2 separate regions of the Mus musculus genome follow, and region 1 is linked to region 2. The links are chromatin contacts, called in public HiChIP or PLAC-seq maps. All regions are on one chromosome and are shown on one strand. Each heading gives the region's core, a stretch centred on a gene start, on an enhancer-like site or on the middle of the called end of the contact. The rest is flanking DNA. Distances are from core to core; before and after follow the strand shown. Region 1 has its middle 11 kb from the start of Gm11548. Region 2 overlaps Gm42209 (a long non-coding RNA gene).

Region 1 (5,183 bases), core at 1,809-4,308, 110 kb before region 2:
CAGAGTGCTGAGATTAAAGGCATGCACCACTACCGCCTGGCTCCTTCTATCTTTAAACACCTCTTTTAACAAGCTGTTTTAGACTTCCACTTGGAATGGAAAGGTTTTTTGTTTGTTTGTTTGTTTTTTGTTTTGTTTTTTTAAGTCCAGAAGTTGCCTGAGCCTACAGCCTGGCAATGCACCAGAGGAGCAGATGCTTGAACATGCTGAGTCAGCGCCTGGAATCGCTAGGGCCACGCACGCACAGCTGGAGAGAAAATAACCAGTCAGTAAAAATAATCTAGGTGAATTCTTTGCTTCTTAGGCAGGGTCTCACATAGCCCAAGATGCTTTAAGTTCCTACGTAGTCAAAGAGACCCTGAACTTCTGGATTTGGGATTTCAGGTAGGCACTGCCCTGCCCCAAGAATATACTTACCTCTGTTCCTTAAAGAGGACTTGAAAAGAGGGAAGAGACAGCAAGACTTAAAATATAAATATTTTCAGAAGACAAAAAAGGTTAATATATTTTGCTGTTAGTCATTTCAAGCAGAAGTGTGAAAATCACTTTTTAAAAATGCACGGGAAACAGGCAGTAGATATATACAGGCCAGGCTTCTCTCAAAATGTGTTGGAGCATCTGTAAAAAAGTGTATGTGATTTGATTCACTTCAAACAAAGCTTAAGGCAGGAGCAACACAAAGTAAAATGCAAATAAAGGAGTAGGCAAAGAAGGTTGAAGTAGCAAACGAGTCCTTTTCTCCAGGAAGGAATGGTTGTTTTCAAATCAAGCGTTTCTCACATGAAGGCTGCCAAGAATTTTGTATTTGTGAACACATGAACTTGGTCTTCTGTGTATGTGTGCACAGTGTGCATTACTATGTGTGTGGGTGCTGATGCAGGTGTCTGTGCTGATTGCGTGAGTGCCCCTGTGCATGTGGAGGCCAGAGTTTGATGTCCAGTGTCTGCCTCATTCCTTCCCATCTTAGATATTCAGGTATGGTCCTGTACTTGAACACAGAGTCCCCTGATTCAGCCAGTCTAGCTAGCTGGAGAACTCCTTTCTCTGCCTTCTAAGCACTGGAATTACAGATGGGCCATCACATCTACCTGACATTTGTGTAGGCTTTGGGAGTCTGACCTGGTGCCCTTAAGCTTGTGTGGCAACAGTCTCACCCACGTATCTCCCAGGCTCTCGTCCCCTCTCTATGGACACGTTTTCAGTGTATCCCTAACTGACCTGGAACTTGTTATGGAGCTCAAGCTGGCCTTAAACTCAGAAATCCTCCTGGCTCTGCCTCTCACGTGCTGAGATTAAAGGTGTGGGTCACCATTCCAGGCTCTCTCTACTTTTAAAGTTAAAAGAAACAGTTTTTTTTCTTATGAATAAGCAACTTTGCCTTTCTAGACTAGTTTGGTTAGACAGGCATTAGAGAAATTATTTATTATTAATTTCCTCACTCCTGATTTTAAAACAACCATAAACTACTTGACGCTGCTAGATTCCTGCTGTTACCTACATGTTACGGCGTGTGTGTGTGTGTGTGTGTGTGTGTGTGTGTGTGTGTGTATGTGTGTTAGGAAGCTCCACTTGTCTTCAGGGAATCATGCATCAGGGATGCGGTAGGTTATAAAAGGAATCTGAGTCATGACTCTATGAAGCCGCTTGGGGGCGGCATCTCGCCGCTGTCTCTTGCAGACGTGGCAAAGCTGTGGGCCCCAAAGTCGCAAAAGCTCTTCAGAAAAGTCTGAGAAGCCAGTTCAGCTTCGGGCTTTCGGGCTTTCTCTGCCTGAGCCTCTTCCGTCCTGGTGAACGCTTCAGTCCTGAATCCTGGGTCTGAAACAGCTTTGTCCACAGCAGGCTGTCTCCAAACCTGGGCAGAGGACTATTCTAGCAATTCCGTGCACAAGGGTAGGCATCAATGTTCACCCAGGACAGGCGGCTGGAAGTGACTACCCACTAACTCAAGCAGAAAGTCTTAGTATGGAAAGTCTCTTATTTAGTAGCAATAAATAATGCCTTTCCTACTGGGATCCAGGACCCAGCTAAAAAAATTTGTCTCTCTGCCAGGCCAAAACCCACCTGAAAGGCTAAGCCTGAGAAAGTCACTAAACTCTGTCTTAGCGGCTCTTCTTGGCACTGGCCTTCTTCACTGGCAACCAAAGCTGCCAAGTAACGCAGTGTTCCCAACATTAGGCCCGGGACCAAAAGTCTTTCCTTAAAGGATACCCCTGCCCCTTGAGAAAAACGGAACATCTAATTCTATCTGGGCGCGCGGGGAGCAGTCTCTAAATGTGAGCATTCATGAAGTAGAACGTTATAATTTGTTTGTTTTTGCAGATCCCTTGAGGGCAGTGAATGAAAACACGGGCATGGTCCCTTCTAGGTATGGTTGAGAGAAGGTTTTTATTGTAGATAGGAGGGAGAGAAGAGCCAGAGGCATCTGGACGAGTACGGATGGACGGAACATGGCCAGCAGAGAGGAGAGATGGGAGGGAGAGAAGAGAGGAAGAAGAAGAAGAAGAAGAAGAAGAAGAAGAAGAAGAAGAAGAAGAAGAAGAAGAAGAAGAAGAAGAAGAAGAAGAAGAAGAAAGAGAGAGAGAGAGAGAGACAAGAGAGGGGACCAGGAGAAGAAGAAGAACCAAGAGGCCAAGAGTCCAAAGGGTAACCAAGAAAGCCAGAGGTCAAAATGGGTGGGTTATATAGAAACAAGAACAATGATGCTCAGAGGCTGGAGAGGTTTGGGGCGGGAGGTAGGGGGTGGTACTGAGAGATGCTGAGAGAGCCTGGCCACTAGCATCCGCTTTTGCGAGCTAAATAGGCATTTCAGTTAGCCTTTTGTCCTGAGTTTCTCTGAGACCTAACAGGCAGGAGCCATCAGAGAACTGCGCAGGCCTGAAAGACGACTCAGGTCCCTTGCACACACTGAAGTGAGACTTCTGTGAGTTGATTCTCTTACACACTTCAGACAGAGTCCGCCAGGTGGCGCTGCTTCCTGCTTCCTATCAATTGAGGCGCTTCTCCAGCCAAGAGAGGTCACAGCCCTGGGATAACAGCACAAAGCTGACGTGATTCATATCAGGCAGTTAGCAAATGTCCAGCCATGATTGCTGCTGTTGTCATTACTAAATAAAAGATAGCTAAGGAATCATTAGCTATTGGTCCTGTGCCACCTCCAGGGAGGAGGTACAGGCATTACAAGTAGCTCAGCTCAGGATATTAAATTAGCCATTAGCTCAGGATTTTAAAAGCGAAACCATTACTTTTCGGCACCCTTGACCTGCCTATTTTCCGGCCAACCTGACTTTGCCAATATATTGTGAAGCAAGATGGAGGTCACCACCACAGGGCTAAGCTTCTGACATGGAAATATTGATCACTTTGGTTTGGGTCCAGGGTAAGCTGAAAGAAAGTCTCCAGACATTGCTGGTTGTCTAATAGAAAATGCAGCTTCCCAGATAGTCAGCTTTGGCAGGACTGGCATTGAGGCTGGGTACTTTCTCCTTGTCTGGGGCCACAAGCAGTTTCCCCTCACACAACTCTGATGAAAGTTAAAAACGCCTGGGTATTTTTTTGTCTACTTAATAAATGATCTGTGACTAACGGTGGGCTATAATATATTGAGGCCCCCTCACTTCTGTTTTGTAGCTGGATGTAGTACAATTTTGATGGAAACTGCTAGGGGAGATTTTATGCATTGGTATTTTATTATGGCTGTATAATATCTAATAATGGTTTGGCTTATAGTCTTTTTAAAAAGAAATTGTATTCTGTACCTCACAGAAGTAATTCCAGCACGTCTGCTGGTGGCTGGAGGAAACCCTAACAAGCACATGGTTTGGTGAGTCACTGTTCCTGGCCCCTCAGCAGTAACACAGGCTGAATTGGGTGCTACCCCAGGAAACTTTGTTTTATTAATTTATTCTCTCATATATAACATCCCAACCACAATGTCCCCTCACTCCTCTCCTCTCAGCCCCCTGCCCTGCCACCTCTTTCCTTCTCATCCACTCCTCCTCCATTACCTTTCAGAATGGCGCAGTCCTCCCAGGGATATCAACCAAACATGGCATATTAAGTTATAATATGACTAGGCAACTCTCTTTATAATAAGACTGGACAGGGCAATGCAGTAGGAGGACGGGGTTCTAAAGGCAGCAAAAGCATCATAAACAACCCCTGCTCCCTCTGTTAGGAGTCCCACAAAAACACCAAGCTAAAATAACTAATACACACACACACACACACACACACACACACACACACACACACACACACAGAAAGGCTAAATAACAAGGAGGGCTCAGGAGGGGATGCACGGATCTCCCTGGGAAGGGAAAATAGAATAGATGTTGTGGTGGACTGAGGGCAGGTGGGCACAGGAACAGGAAAGAGCCTGATTGGGTCTAACCCAGGCCTCTAGGAAACATTTAATGACAGTCCTGTGGTTTGTTTGTTCTGTTACAACTTGAAGCAAACTCAGGGCATCTGTGGCCAGTGACTCACCTACGAGAACATTATCTTTGGCCATTTAACCTCTGTCTCATTTTCCTCCTCTTGACGAATGACAATGATAAGAATAACTTCTCTGTCCCACATAAGAAGCTTAAATAAAGTCAAAACCCTAAAATACAAAAACACACACAGTGCAAGCTTCACTCCTGGATAACAGAGCCCCGAGATATCATTCTCTTGACTGTATGCCCCATGACATAGATCTGGCTGAGTTCTTTTCTCTCAGAGGCTCTGTTTACAAAGGACTCTGATCTCAGGTAGCACTTCTTCCAGCATTGTGAGTGATGATGTCTCAGTGCTGCCTAGCAACAATGGCCATAGCAACAGTGAGTGCACACTGAACATTAAGAACACGCTCAACAACCCTGCGAAGGAGGCTCTATCATTAACTTCCTGGATGGAGATGAAAACAAATGAATTATTTGTAAAGTGCCACAGTTGAAACAAGGACATCTAATTAATAAAGCCCCACTCTCGACAAACATGTACTGAACAGACATTTGTTTCCTGTGTGTTTGAGACTCTGAGAATTGAGAATAAAATTCACTTCAAATCCTCAGAAGACTTGTGATCCAGCAGGTGACACAGACATACACAGAAGAATGTTCATGGGACGATATGAGAACAAGAGGCCAGTGTTTGGTACAATGGAAACACTAACAGGGCAATGACAGTTTTCTGGGTACTTT
Region 2 (5,306 bases), core at 85-2,584:
TTTTTTTTTTTTTTTTTGGTTTTTCGAGTCGAGACAGGGTTTCTCTGTATAGCTCTGGCTGTCCTGGAACTCACTTTGTAGACCAGGCTGGCCACGAACTCAGAAATCTGCCTGCCTCTGCCTCCTGAGTGCTGGGATTAAAGGCGTGTGCCACCATGCCCTGCCCTCTAGTGACTCCTCTTAACACTCAGAGTATAAACTGTCTGATGCTCTGAATAAAGTTGGCTTCTGCATGAGACTTTAGTCTGCTTCATTTTTAGGCGCCACATTCTCGGGTTCACAATGCCAACTAGGGTAGCGAACAGCAGAGCCCTTACCTAGCATGTAAAAGGTCCAGAGTTCAATTCTCAGTAGCACAAACAGACACTAAATAAACTAGGATATAAGAAAGGAACAGAAGTGGATGCTCACAGTCAGCTATTGGATGGATCACAGGGCTCCCAATGGAGGAGCTAGAGAAAGTACCCAAGGAGCTAAAGGGATCTGCAACCCTATAGGTGGAACAACAACATGAACTAACCAGTACCCCGGAGCTCTTGACTCTAGATACATCTTTTGATATGTATCAAAAGATGGCCTAGTTGGCCATCACTGGAAAGAGAGGCCCATTGGACATGCAAACTGTATAAGCCCCAGTACAGGGGAACACCAGGGCCAAAAAAATGGGAATGGGTGGGTAGGGAAGTGGGGGGGAGGGTATGGGGGACTTTTGGGATAGCATTGGAAATGTAATTGAGGAAAATATGTAATAAAAGATATATAAAAAAAAAAAAGAAAGGAAGGCTAAACCAGGAGAAGGTAATATTGCTAGCCAGAACAAGAGAGTTGGAGAACACAGGGAAGAAGAGAACCAATTCTAAGTGGATAGACTAAATATGGACTATGCTGCACACTCTAGGCTGAGATGGCAGTGTTTTCAGAAGACCCATGTTAAAGCCTTGGTTTCTAGCAAAGGCGCTCTATTGGGAGGCAGTAGGAGCTTCAGAAGGTGGACGCCACTCACAGGCTTTCTGTCACTCTGGGCTCAGCCTTGAAGGGTTGTGACATGATCAGTTCTGCTCTGTCATGTACTCTCCACCCTGATGCAAGTGGAATGGAGCCAAATGACCACAGACTAAACTTCCTAAGTAGCATCTTTATCTTACTTTGTTACCTGTGCCATTTATAGAAAACTCATATACTATATTAGAGGTGCATGAAGAGCAACAATATAAAAACAGATGTTGTGGTCCCTCCTAACGAACTGTGGGTGCCACAGCTGGGGCACAGCAGGATCCTGCGTGTCTTTAGAAATGTCTGAGCCAATGACAACCTTTGGGTGGTCCCCCAGGAGGCCTGGGGTGATGACTCTGTGGTCTCCATGGAGTTAACTAGGACATGGCTTAGTTATGCTATAATTGGAGACCCAGAAGCCTGGCTCTTCTCTGAGTCTCTCGTGTAGAGTTACAGATTTGTGTTCCTGAAGGGCTCTGCAGAAAACAGCATCACAAAAGCACAGAGAAAGAAGGGAGGGAAAAGGAAGAAAGCTGACCAACAAGTAAGCAGTAAGTCGAAATTATCATCAACATGCCTCAAGCTTAGATTTTTTTTTTTACTAATTTTTAAAGGAAAAACAATTCCTTTATCATTTAAATTATTCTGGTAAATTAAAGGAAAAAGGAGCTAAGTTGTTCTTTTATGTGATAAAGCTAATGAAATCCCCATTTCCAAATCATGAGGAATGCAAGGAAATAATATACTTACTTCAGCTATGATGATACAAGTGAAATTCCTAAATAAAATATCATTGGTGGAATTCAATACTGTGAGACAGAGAACATCGGGGCAAGCAGGTTTCATTTCACTAATCAAGACAGTTCCACATTAGAGAAGCTCTCAGTGCAGCTTGCCATGTTAACACGTTAACGAGGCAAGGCAATAATCATCAGATCTCACCTAGAAGTACACTTCATATAGTAGAAATCATTTAAAATAAGAAACGCTAATGAATTATAAATAAAAGCAAGCCTCTTCAGTGATAGGCATTAAAATTACAAACAAAACAAAACAAAATGAAAACTTAATGGAGAATCTCAGGTGAGGTTCTTTCAACACAGGGACAAGACAGCTTTCCCCATTCTCATTGCCACAATTCAATGTAGAATGACAGGTCCTGGCTAATGCTATAAGGGAAGAAACCCAAATTGTAATATAATAAATATTGGTGAGATAAAGTCTTATTTGGATATGATAATGCTCGGTAGAAGAATAATGGGGATTCACAAAAGCTAATGCCAGGATGCAGCAAGGATAAACTTTAAAAAGCCAGTGGGAAACAGAATTATACAAACAAAGCTATGAATACTTTTCTCCTGAGCCTTACATATCATAAAAAATAAATACAGAACCCATAATGTATCCCAGTACAAAGCAAAACCCCAGGGAATGCTGCAGCCAAAGTCCTGTGGACTTGGGAAAAGGTATAGTAGCCACTTTTCTATCACTAAAAACCAAAATAGAATGAACTCATAAACAAAATGGTTTGTTTCGGAGACTCCAGCCTGTGGTTGATTGGGGACTGTGCTTTGGGCTTATGGTAGTGTGGCACATCATAGCAGGAAAGCAGCAGGGACTAGAGAGGAGAGAGGCAAGATGCTTTCAGACATGCACCTCTCGTGATCTAAGAACTTAGCAGCAAACTACCTCCTAAACGGCCTACTGCCTCCCAGTCTCCCCATCCTTGGGACCAACACCTCAACATGGAGACATGCAAAATTCAAATTATGGCACAGGCAAAGAGACTCTAGATGTGACACCAAGAGTGAAATCATGGAAAGAAGAATTGATTCCATATTTAGCAACATTAAAAGCTTTTGTTCTGTGAATAACCCCAATGAAAGACTAAAAAGACAAATTTCAGATTGGGAGGATGTAGTGCCAGGTCAGATATCTGACAAATAACTTATGTTTAGGGTGCCTTACACTCTCAAAATTCTGCATTACAAGAACAACAAGAATAGCAACAAAAATCTAATTAAAAATGGATAAAACAGCGATTTCACCAAAAAAGATTTACAGATGACCAAAAAAAGGGAAAGTTTGTTCAATATCATTATCTATGTGAGAAATGAGAAGTACAACTTACACAAGATGTTTCTACTCAATGCGGAGGATGGCCACATACAAAGACAGCGATTAGACCACAAACTGGCTAGAATGTAAAGGGACTACCTTACCCATGACTCACTGACTGGGAATGTGAGATGGCCAAGCCAAACTACACTCGAAACTGAATATAAGTTACATAAAACCAGGGATTGCACTTCTGAGAATTTATTCTACAAAAACCAAAAAACACGTTTGGTCTATGGTGGAAACTTGTATATAAAGAGATACTCTTAGTAGTATTAGTCATGAGAACCCCAGACCAGAAAGTACTCAAATGTCTCTCAAAAGGGTAAGTTAAAAACTGTACTGTGTGTCTATAGCATAATACTACTCATCTATAAAGAAATAGAGTATTAATTCATGAGCCAACTTGAGTGGAACAAAAGGGCATTATGTTAAGTGAAAAAAAATAATTTTAAAAGATCACACACAATGTCATTCAGTTAATCTATCAGACCAACAGACTATAGAGATGACTTGGAAATGATAAATGAGTCATGTGCACAAAATAAAATACTTAATGAAACATGGGAAGGTGGTTCTCAGAGAGTGCTTCTGGATAGAGTCAGGCAGAGCCACCTGACCAGAGTGAGGGGTCCTGTGTCTACAGCACAGTTGAGCTGGTTGAGTGTAGCCCTTGTTACGTAAGGCATGACATACACATGACCAAGTTCAACAGAGCCATCTTGCTCCTTCAGTCTCTAGACATGAGAACACCTGTAATGTGGAATGTGAGTGTTTGGTGTTAGCTTTGCTGTTGTTTACAGTTGCACAAGGTGTTTACATTGAGTTAGGTGGGAGAAGGGCTTTGTACGACAGGAAACCACTTCCTACCAATCAAGATTTATTTCAGAATTAAAAAACAAAGAATACAACATGCACACAAAGCCAATAGAAATTTTCTCTACTATCAATAGTTAAAATATGGCAAAAGTAAGAAGCCCATGGCTTTCATTAACAAGCAATAAATATTTGAAATATCTAGAAAAAAATTTAAAGCACAATGTCCTAGAACTCTGGGTAAACTGTTAACACACTGTGGTGATTTGAATATGCTTGACCCAGGGAGTGGCACTATTGATAGGTATGGCCTTGTTGGAGTAGTGTGTCACTGTGGGGGTGGGCTTTGAGACCCTCTTCCAAACCACATGAGAACCAGCCTTCTCTTAGCAACCTTCAACAAAGAGGTAGAACTCCCAGCTCCTCCTGTACCATGCCTGCCTGGATGATCCCGCGCTCCTGCCTTGATGATAATGAACTGAACCTATGAACTTGTAAGCCAGCCCCAATTAAATGTTGTCCTTATAGGAGTTGCTTTGGTTATGGTGTCTGTTCATAGCAGTAAAACCTTAACTAAGATACACATTAATAAAGGGCATACTGTGTAATCAGAACAGAGAGAGGGAAACAAATTCTCTAGAAAGACACTTTAGTAGCACAAGGATGTTTGTTCTCTCTGATCAAAATTGAATTTGGTTTTTAGTCTTTAAAATAAGTCTCACTCTGTAGTCTGAGTTGGCCTTAATCTTGTGACCCTTCTGATTCAGTTTCCTGAATACTGACTGGGATTATAAATGTAGTGGGTTCAATGAGAATCACTCCCATAGGCTCCTATGTTTGAATATTTGGTCCTCAGTTGGTGAAACTGTTTAGAAAGGATTAGGAGGTGTGCCCTTGTTGGAGGAGGTTGTCACTGGAGGTAGGCTTTGAGGTTCCAAAACTTCATGCCATGCTTACTTAGCTCTCTCTGCTTCACGGTTGTGTCTCAAACTGTGAGCTGTCAACTACTGCTCCAGCAACATGACTAGGACCTGCCTGCCTGCTGCCATGCTTCTGGCCGTGATGGTCATGGATCCACCCTCTATACATGCTTTCTTCTAAGTTTTCTTTGTGATGGCACCTCATCACAGCAATACAAAAGTAACTAAGACAGCATTTACATGATACTAAGCATGGCTCCCTGAATTTGTTTACAGTTCATAATACCGAGTAGCTATTGAGATAAAGAAACTCAAAGACTGTATATTAAAAACATGGTGATATTGACTTAACACACAGATTGACCAGCAGACCAAAAAGAAGGGGAAAACACTTGTAGATGCGCATATAGGCAATGGATTAATATGTAAAAATAAGTCATAAAAATAAATGGAGGGAAA

The links. HiChIP or PLAC-seq counts read pairs in DNA pulled down with a chosen protein or histone mark.
Region 1: a CTCF HiChIP or PLAC-seq map of pro-B cells shows a contact between it and region 2, with 7 times the contacts expected there. The contact joins two enhancer-like sites. A contact is called at or near these places in 1 of 15 datasets of contacts at CTCF or cohesin (pro-B cells) and 11 of 484 Hi-C or Micro-C datasets (the CH12 cell line, the G1E-ER4 cell line, the HL-1 cell line and 7 more).

The regions. Positions count from the first base shown.
Region 1 is chr3:36,493,451-36,498,633 of GRCm38.p6, reverse strand. No RefSeq gene overlaps it. Among named protein-coding and RNA genes, the nearest start is that of Gm11548, 11 kb to the left of the region's middle. Within about 2 kb of position 3,058, at least 71 of the 459 cell types and tissues checked have an H3K27ac peak or open chromatin away from gene starts, as enhancers often do. A contact at or near this core is called in pro-B cells, where this site is marked.
Region 2 is chr3:36,385,544-36,390,849 of GRCm38.p6, reverse strand. The region is part of intron 1 of Gm42209 (a long non-coding RNA gene); the gene reads left to right. Among named protein-coding and RNA genes, the nearest start is that of Gm42209, 18 kb to the left of the region's middle. Within about 2 kb of position 1,334, at least 5 of the 459 cell types and tissues checked have an H3K27ac peak or open chromatin away from gene starts, as enhancers often do. A contact at or near this core is called in pro-B cells, where this site is marked.